2 separate regions of the Manis pentadactyla genome follow, and region 2 is linked to region 1. The links are chromatin contacts, called in public Hi-C maps. All regions are on one chromosome and are shown on one strand. The core of a region is the stretch at or near the end of the contact, and the rest is flanking DNA. Distances in the headings are between cores, read along the strand shown. Region 1 holds the start of TNFSF13 (TNF superfamily member 13). Region 2 holds the start of SLC2A4 (solute carrier family 2 member 4).

Evidence for each region. Hi-C and Micro-C count contacts between places; a contact is called where the count stands out from the background.
Region 2: a contact with region 1 is called in a Hi-C map of fibroblasts, with 7 times the contacts expected there. The contact joins the promoter of SLC2A4 here to the promoter of TNFSF13 in region 1. A contact is called at or near these places in 2 of 3 Hi-C or Micro-C datasets (fibroblasts and skin fibroblasts).

What each region holds. Positions count from the first base shown.
Region 1 is chr4:135,814,737-135,819,675 of mManPen7.hap1, forward strand. TNFSF13 (TNF superfamily member 13) reads right to left here and starts at 1,318. Exons shown (of 8, transcript XM_036896033.2): 1 at 1,121-1,318; 2 at 15-244. The coding sequence starts at 221. TNFSF12 (TNF superfamily member 12) reads right to left here. Exons shown (of 7, transcript XM_036896041.2): 6 at 2,528-2,652; 7 at 1,448-2,291. The coding sequence ends at 2,040.
Region 2 is chr4:136,084,181-136,088,950 of mManPen7.hap1, forward strand. It overlaps SLC2A4 (solute carrier family 2 member 4), which reads right to left and starts at 2,342. Exons shown (of 11, transcript XM_036896071.2): 1 at 2,083-2,342; 2 at 689-805; 3 at 407-579; 4 at 194-318; 5 at 1-82. The coding sequence starts at 2,115.

The DNA.
Region 1 (4,939 bases), core at 68-2,567:
TTCCCCTCACTCACCTGCTCCCGGAGGTGCAGCCATGGATACTCTTCCCCCTTCTCAGAGGGCCCTCCAGTTCTCTGCAGCCAGGTCACCTCTCTCCTTAGAGTTTGCAGCTCTGTTTGTTGGGTCAGCAGAGCCATGGCACAAGCCACAGCCCCCAGAGCTGCCCCCCAACTCAACCAGAGGGCAACTGAGAGTGCCGGTTCTCGAACTGGGCCCCCCATGTCTCCCGGGGGCCCTTTGGGAGCTAGCAAGGAAGAAGACGAGGCTGGCATGAGCCAGGAACCCTGCCAACAGCTGTGGCCTCAGGAATGGGGTGGCAAGGAGGTGGCAGGGAGGGTGGGGGTGCAGGCAGTGCTGCAGAAGGGAAGACGGGCGTTACGCAAGGGAGAAATAAAAAGGAACTTCAGAATAAAAAGGAGGGAGGAGGAAAGCAAGCTAGGGGCACTGTTGGTGCTCCTGGCACCCTGCTGTGGGGCCAGTGTTGTCTTGAGACCCTCCCCCCCAACTCCAGCCTCAGGAGAATTTGTTGTCAGTCTCTCTAGGAAGGACAGGGCTGCCAGTGACACCCAGGAGGAGCGGCCAGAGCACAGGAACCCTTGGGCGGCCCCAGAAGTGGGGGAGGGAAGGTTAGCTGGCTGTGGGCATGGTGCCAGGAGCAGGGATGAAGGGACAACCAGGCAGTGTTGAGGGTCAAGAGGTGAGGGTGTAAGACCCTCTCAATGAGGCACAGGAGAGATCTCTGGGCAGGTTTGCTAGGAGTGACTGAAGGTGGGAAAGGAGGGGAGGGGCTCAGTGGGAAGGAGAACCATGGTGGGGGAAGCAAGAAACTGGCTGAGCTCTGGGGTTAAGGCCAGGCCGGGTGTGTTGGAATAAGGCCGGCACTGCTCCTTATGCTGAACTTGGCAAGCTGGACTTCCTGTTTCCCGAGAAACACTCTTACATAAGGCTCTGGACAAAGACAGAAAGAGAAGCCCCAAGCACCCTACCACTGTATGATTCTGCCCCTGGACCCAGGGGCCCAGGCTACCATGTTCCTGGGCTCCAGCATCCTGCTTTCTGAGCCTGAGCCCCCTCCAGGCCTGCTCCCACCCCACATCCCAGCCAAGGCTTGTGCCAGCACCTGCTGAATGTCCTGAGGCTGCCAAGAGGAAGGGCCCCTGCTCTTCCCAGCCAGGGATTCCCCGCAGGAGGAAGCCCGCCTCCTAGGTAAATGAGGCTGCTTCTGCTGGACCTTGGGCAGAGGATTGATTTTTTTTCCTGGCAGTTTGCCTTTCCATTCTCTATTCATGCCTCAGGGGTTAGAGCCATATGGGTCCCCACTTCTAAGCCTGTGTGTCACCCTGGAATTCCAGGTGCCCTGCACCCCACTCCCCAATGCCCAAACCCGCTTGCCATGGCCCTCAGCTACCCTGAGCATGTTCCCTAAGCCCCAATAAAGAGAGAGACCATGACTTATTCTCTTTAATATCCACTTATCAACATTTTGTCACAATAATAATAAAAATAATATCTGTTTTTAAAATCCACAGGGAAAATGCAGCCCGCCCTCAACTTTCCATCCCCTCCCGTCATTGCTCCCACTTCCGGCACTTAGCCTGCAGGCAGGGCCTTTAAAAAAAAAAAATCCACAGGGAATCAGGAGCGGAGCTTGCCTGTCCTCTTAGCCGTCACATTCGGGAACTCCCAGCCTAGACCCAGCCTCTCTTAGTACCTGAAGAGGGGTACTGGGGACCCATCCTCACCCAGAGTACAGTAAACAGTGTCCTGGGGGCTGTGGCCAGGGGAGTCAGGAGATAAATGGGGCGTCGAAAAATCGGGTTTGGGTGCTAGTGAGGTGGAGAGTCAGAGGTAGGGGGAGTTGTCAGGAGAATGGGGATATTTATGTGGCATAGAAAACACGTGCACAAGCCCTGGCAGCCTACAGAGGGAGGGGTGGGTCTGGGGGGGAGGAGCAGCCTAGGGTGAGGCTGAGGAGACCCGGGTGCTGGAGAGCTGTCTGGGCAGCCCCGGCCTGGGAAATCCACCAAGACCAGGGCCCCTCAGTGAACCTGGAAGAGTCCGAAGTAGGTGAGGAAAGGGGCAGCTTTGAGGTGGGCCCAGGGGAGGGTGCGGATCCGCAGGGAGGACCCTGGCCGCAGGGGCAGCAGCCCAGACACCTGGCAGAGACGGAGCTGGGGCCCGAGGGAACTCGCTGCCGTGGCTGAGAACTCTTCCAGGCAGCGAAGGGCCAGGGTGTCATCCACCAGCAAGTCCAACTTCAGGTAGACAGCCTTCCCCTCATCGAAGTGCACCTGAGGGGAGGGTGGGGGTGAGGACAGGGTGAGAGGTGGGGAAGTTGGGGAGAGGGTGGGCAAAGTCCAGGCTTCTGCTTACCCGGACTCAATTTTAAATTTTCTTAAGAGACTCAGGTATCCTATCCAGCCCAAATCCCAAACTCCCCCTCCCACATTTACCTTGCCCCCCACCCACTAAACGAAACCCGTCTCTCTAAGTTCCTGCTTTACCTGTGGAGCCAGGTGGGGCTTACCTGACAATACAGGTAGTAGAGCCCAGCCCGGGTGACTATAAATTCCCCGCTGTGGCGGTCATAGCGCAGTGGGCTGGAGCTGTTGATTTTGGCCTCCTCCCAGCCACTCACCGTCCCGTCCACACCTGAATGTGGATGTTCAGAGATAGGGGAAAGTCCCTTTACAGGACTTTCTCACACTCCCCATGGGTCTACTGAGTTCATAAACCTTTGGGACCGGCCTTACCCAGAAGATATACAGACAGGCCAGGGCAAGGAGGAGCCATGGCCTACAGAGCTCAGGGTGCAATAGGAAGTTACGTGAAGAAACCCAATGCATATGACCAGAACAATACAGGGCAACTTGTCACCAGTCACATCTGCCAAAAAGAGCAGGACTGGAGAAGCATGGGAGCTTTTTATATTTTGTGTATTATTTGCATCTTTACTTTGAGAATATATGCATACAGTACTTAAATCATACAATAGATTATTAAAATTGAAAATAATAAAGTGGTACTCAATGTTCATCAACTGATGAATGGAAAGATAAGGAACATGGTGGTATATCCATACAATGGGATATTATTCAGCCATGAAAAGAAATGCTACAATGTGGATGAACATTGAAAACATGCTTAGTGAAAGAAGCCAGTCACAGAGGACCACACACTGTGTGATTTCTATGAAATGTCCAGTAAACGTATAGTGAGATGGAAGTAGATGAGTGGTTGCTTAGAGCTGGGAGAAGTGGGGGAAATAGGGGCAATGGCTAAAGGGTACAGAATTTCTGAGGTGATGAAAATGTTCTAAAATTACTGTAGTGATGGCTGCACAACTGGGGGATATACTAAAAACCACTGAATTGTACACTTTAAATGGGTGAATTGTATGTTATGTGCAGTGTATCTCAATGAAGCTGTTACCAAAACATAAATACGTCTAGGGCTAGGGTAATTGCAAATTGCAAAGAAGATGATAAAATGACAATAAACATAAATATAATAAAACAATAAAATGACAGAGCAGAACCTCGAGTGGTTTCCCAGGTCCTGCACAGATCAGCACTGTCCTCTCCCATCTAATCTGACATCCGTCCAACTCACCAGACTCCAGCCGCCCTGGTCTTTCTGTCCCTGCCACACAGCATGCTGGTTGTCCCACAACTTTTCACTGCTCTTTCCTACTCCCAGAACTCTCTCCCCAGCCTGGCACCTTCTGTCAGTGATGTCTCAACACAGAGACCCTCCTGGCCTACCCAGTTTCAAACAGCCAGTCCCCTCCCTGCCTCCGTTAATCTCTTCAGTATGCAACCTGTGTCTTTCAGAGCAGTCACCAACGTGGGAAATTGTCTGCTTTATTGATGTATGTGATAATTTGGGGTCTGACTCCCCAAAGAGGGCAGGGACAATGGTCTTATCCACCACTGTATCCTGGCACCTGGGTCTGGGCCTGCTCTGAGTGGGCACCTGGCAAACACCAGTGGGAAGACAGCGGGAAAGAGGCAAACGTGGCCTGCATTCTCTCTTCGGACTCACAGACCACTCTCCTGGGCCTCACTGGCTGCATCTCAGCAGCCTCGCAGCTGCCTTCCCCAGTCTCTCATCCTCTGCCAACCCAAGGGCTCTGTCCTTGCTACTTTCTCAAGGAAAACAAACTGTTTTCTGGGCATTTTTATTCCCACATATAGGTTACCTCAGCCTTTACCCCACAGACTCCATCTGAATCTCCAGGCCTGCGAGTTCCTGCTCCTCCGCACCCTGCTCACAGCTTCCATCGGAATAGCCCCAGGGCACCTCAACTCATCCTGACCAAAATGAAGCATGGGCCTCCATCCTAAACTTGCTTTCCTGTCTTCATTCCACACTTAGCACATATTTTCCTACAGCCAGGCACCCGAGACTCCCTCTCCTTCACCAACTTTATTTCCCAATCACCAGTTCCCATTGATTCTGCCACCTAAATAGCTTGGTCCTGAGACCTCCAGTCTGGCCTTTGCCACTTCTCCTGGGACCCTTCTTTGCCTCCTTCCTTGTTGGACTCCCTATTTCCAATCTTGCCTGCTCCGGTTTATTCCCTACTGATAGCCACAGAGTGATGTTTCTAACATGCACAAGTGAGCCTGCCTCTCCCTGCTTTGACCTCACACTAAGAGCCAGATAGATTCCCTTTGTGGCCTGGCTCCCATATTTTCTCCAGCCTCATGCCCCACCCTGTCCTCTAGCACTTTGTCCTTCAGCCACACCGAGCTTCTTACCATTCCCCAGCCTCATTACATCTTAGTAAACTAAGGGCTTTTGCATGAGTGATTCCTTCTACCTGGAACATCCTTGACCCCTTGTCCATCTCACACTCCTGCTTCAACTCCCACACCTTCTTGGGGAAGGAGTCCCTGACTCTGTTGTAAAATTGTCTTCCTCTATGCCACATGTA
Region 2 (4,770 bases), core at 1,092-3,591, 270 kb after region 1:
TGGTTGAGCGTCCCCAAGGCACCCCGCAAGTGAGTGGGGGCAATTTCCCCCACATACATGGGCACCAGCCCTGATGTCAGCCCTGGGCAGAAGGGAGAAGAGAAGGCTGAGGGCAGCTGCCCACTCCCACCCCCAGGCCTGGGATGGTGAAGGAGACCACAGCACTGAGCAGGGCCATGGTGCCCTTGGGTACCTGAGTAGGCGCCAATGAGAAACCGTCCAAGAATGAGCATCTCATAGGAGGCAGCAGCATTGGCCAAGCCCATGAGGGCACCCCCCAGCACAGCCAGGGCATTGTTGACCAGCATTGCCCTCTTCCTGGCAGGCAAAGAGTGAAGTGTAAGAGTTAGGGTGCCAGGCTGGGGCCCCTTCCCCATCCCCCCACCTTTGCCCTCCAGTCCTATACCTTCCCAGCCACTGAGAGATGATGCCAAGGAGGAAAGAGGAGATCATGCCGCCCACAGAAAAGATGGCCACGGAGAGAGCCCAAAGGGTGGTGAGAGTGCCTGGTGGAATAGAGCCCAGTCCCTCAGGACCCTGCCTCCCTAGCCATGTCTCGTTGTAGCTCTGTTCAATCACCTGGAAGGACAGCAAAGGAGTGATTCCCTTTCCTCTCTGCTCACCCCTGGTGTCCCTGGGAGACATCCTTTTCTGGGCATCCCCACTCTGCCAACTGCAGGCCCCTCACCTTCTGAGGTGCATTAATGACCCCGATGTTGTAGCCAAACTGCAGGGAGCCAAGCACAGCAGAGAATACGGCGAGGACCAGGGTAGCAGTGACTCGCTGCTGAGGGGGTTCCCCTTCCTGGGCAGGCAGAAGCAGAGAGGAGGAAAAGCACACGGAACCATGGTTTCTTTCCTTTCCCCAGGGGCCCAAGTCCAATCGAGGCCTCAAGATGCTGGGCTCCATCCAACATATTAGGCGAAGGAAAAGGGGCCATATTAGGAATCGCATGAAGATCTCAATGTAAACAGAAGCAAAAAGAACCCTACAGTAACCAGGGTATGGAGAAGAAACTAGATCTTTGAGCCCAGCAGGCAGAGAAATGTTTGGGGACCTAAGTCTCACAATTCCTCTGTGACCTTGGGGCAGGCTTGCCTTAACAGTTTAGATTTGTGTGACCTTGGGCAAGTCACTTTTCCACTTTTAACCTAGGTCTCCGCTAGGTTAAGGGAGATACAGTTGATGGTGCCTGCTTTGCCTGTCAGTGAAAAGTGTGAAAATCAAAATCAAATGTTAACAGTATCCCTGACAGTACTGGGTTTGTAAAATGACAAGTACATTATCACTATCGGCCTCTGTCCTCTTCCCTCCCCTCTGGAGGTTCTCTCAGCTGTCTCCTGGAGGCCCCCACCAGGCTCAAGAAGAGCAATTCCAAAAAGGACATCGAGGTCATTCCTCTAGGCCTAAGGCCCTTGGGGTGGCCTTTTCTGTCTCCGCCCCGGCCTGTCCTCCCCCTCAAGATACGATGAAGGGCGGGGGGCCGCGCCCGGCTTTTGCCTGGGAGAGTCATGCCCAAGAGATGGGGGCGGGAAGGTGGTGTGAGGGGCGGTGGCGGTGGTGGCCGCTCGCTGGCGGCACAGACTGTCTCTAGGCGGAAACCTGAGCTGGGGGAGGGGGGGCTGACACTCCCTTCAGCCCCTCCACCAACCATGGAGCCAAGGGAAAGTTCAGCGTCCTGGAGGACAGCCACGAGTGGGGGTGGGGGCCCACAGAGAGGCTCTGGTCCTCGAAAAACTTCCCGCTAGCTGGAACAGACGGACAGCTCCTGGAGGGCTACTCTCCTGGATCAGCTTTCGCAGGCTGTAACGAGGGCAGTGTCCCCAGAAGGGGGCGAAGCCGAGACTCGCATAATGCAGGTGTACTCGTGTCCCCGAAAGGTACCCCAGACCCACTCAGCCTCTTAGAGGGATTGTTACCTGACAGTCACGGGTTGTCCAGCCTGGGTATAAAAAGCCAGGCCTTTACTTCCATTCCCTGCGTCTGTGCAGGGACCGCCCCCTAGCTGACCCCAAAGGCGACTCCACCCCGAGAAAAGCCGGACCCGTGCCCCCGTCCCGCTCCCGCATGCCGAACCCTACTTCTGAGCCGATTTGTTGAAAGCCAGAGGGCATCTTCTCTTAAGAGCTTGCGGCGCAGGGGATGCAGTTAACAGGGAGGCGACTGGGGGTCGACGGCCCCGGTTTGGCAGGCGGAGGGCGCCGGGGCGACGTGGGTCCCGGAGCGATGTGCGGAGGGCGGGCCTGATGGCATCCACAGCCACAAGTCAAGGATCCAGAGAGCGGAAGGGTTCCCGGGAATCTGGCAAAGCCAGGGTGACCGCGAAAAGACACAGAGCCCCTGCAGCCCCCAAGGGCCACGCCCTTCACATCACCCATTGGCCAGGAGGCCACGCCCCCTCCCTAAGCCGGGGATATAGAGTTTGGCACCAGATAGCGGGTTGGCCAGCGAGGCCACGCCCCCTCGGTGCGCCCGGCGAGACACTGCCCCAGGGTTCCCGCCCGCCATCGGTTGGGAAGTTTTGAGAAACGGGTCCTCGCAGTACGGAAGAGCCCGCCCCCTTCGTGTGAAGACTCCGCCCACCAGGCCAGGTTCCCGCTGAAGAGGCTACTTAAAAGTTCTGCGCTTCCGGGCTGCAGTCCCAGGATCTGAGGGGAGGCTGTGGGCTAGGTGTGCCATCCGGGTAGAGAACTCCGGCGACCTGAGGCTGAGGGTGCGAGCCGGCGCGCGAGGTGGGAGAGGAGTAATGACCTAAAGTAACCCACAGTGGTTATTTTTAGCTCCCACTTTGGGAAAAGCCAAATGTCAGGTCCCGGGTGTCCCGGCCTGTCCCGGGCGGGAGAGGGCAGGGAAACGGAGCCTTAAAGGGTCCGCTACACGCTTCTCACGCGGGGATGGCCTTGGAGGACAGGAAATTCCGTTCCTAGCGGGCTGTGTGTCTGGGGTTGGTGGTCCTCTTTCTCTGCATCCTTGCTGAGGGCATTGCCTATCTGGCCCTTCCTCTACCCGCGTTCCCCACCAATGTTGGTTCCTGGAGGCGGCCCGAGGAACAGGTGGTCACACCAACCATGCCACCAGCCCTGAGGTTTCTGAGCCGCCCATGAAGGTGCTGGTCGCGTGGACAGTTTGGACACGCTCTCCGCAGGCCGCTCCGGGTTTGGATCATCAGCTAAATCTTGCCCAGGGAGAAGAAGGGCGAGACCTAGAGTTGGCGCGTCCTTGGAGAAGCGGAATACTCTCTGTACAGGGAGCGAGCAGCTCGGTAAACGGGTCTCAGTAGCGCAGGGCTGTAGTGCCATCTGGAGGGAGAGCGAGAATCCGCAGCGCATTCTCTGAAGTTTCCGTTATATCCAACCGGGTAACTCGTTCTGGAGCTCCAGATCCCAGTGCTCAGCTCCGCCTAGATGGGGCAGCTCGGATGCCCAGCATGTCCAAACATGCTCCTCCTCATCCCGGTGGATGGCCCCATTAGCCACCCTGTCACTCCTATCAAAATCCTGGAAGTTTCGCTTGATTCATTCTCTCTTGCATCCTCTTTTATCCAGTTAGTTACCAGCATTGGTGTTTTGACCTCTAAATTCACTTTCATCTGATTTCCTCCACCGGTACTGTTGCCACTTTGATGCAGACCACCATCACCCTCACTGGTCTCCCTGCTCCTCCTCTTCCCTTATACAGAGGGCAGAGTACAATACAAAAAAAGTTCAACCTTAACACTCCTGCTCAAAAGTCACTGGCCCTTTGTTGCTCTCACTTGTCAAGTTCAAATTCCTTTTCAGAGTGAATAAAACCTGCCTTTCCTACCCTATCTCTGCTTCACCTTCTATCCTTTCTTCTCATGTTTTAATCAATACCTAATTTCTTGTACCCAGATCCCACTTTGCTATTTCACTGCCTTTGTCATACAAATTCCTCAGTCTGAACACGAGAGGACTCCTAGTCATAAAGCTCACCCACTCTGTGAAGCCTTTCTTGGCTTTCCTCCAGAAAACCATGTGTTTCCAGTGTAGTATATTGTCATCATTTCTTCTTCGTACTTCAACCTTGAGGGCAGGTTACCTTGTTTATCTCTGTATCCCAGCATCCAGCATAGAGGCGGATGCTCAGTAAATGTTGAGGGAGTGTAATGAAGACCTGCTCTTTATGGCCAAGAAGGCAGATAGCAGAGCAATCACAAAGGAGGGAACCATTTGGTGAATGGCTCCACCTACCTGACTAACAGGGTGTAGATGAAGAACTGAAATCTGAACATTGTGTAGAATCAACCATTTATGAGCAGAAAGGAGCAGCAATGACTGATGGAAGCAGAGAGGGACCAATCAGGAAGGTAAAAAGGAGAACCGTGGATGCTGGAATACCACAAAAGGAGGAGATGCAAGGAGAAGCGGAAAGCCCACAAAGGTGCCGAGGGGAAAAGCAGGGGTAGGAGGGAGGCACAGATCATCCGTGCAGATGAAAAGTCGGTGTAGTAGGTGGAACACAGGGCTGGGGTCTGTCCTGCCACTTGGGGCAAGGCACATTCCTGCTGTCATTGATACTTTGTTACTGATGCTTATCAGGGACATTTGTAGGGGTTTAAACCCCAGGGAAAGGGAGCGTCAAGGAAAGCAAGTCACAGGTAGATACAGCAGATAGAGTAGTTTACAGAATGTGGAGAAAGTGATATGGAAGTAGAGAAGACATAAGAAATATAAGGAGAGAGTTGGGAGAGGGAAAGATATGGCATTAAAGGTAGGGGAAAGAGACTGATAGAGGATTGGGAAGGAAGG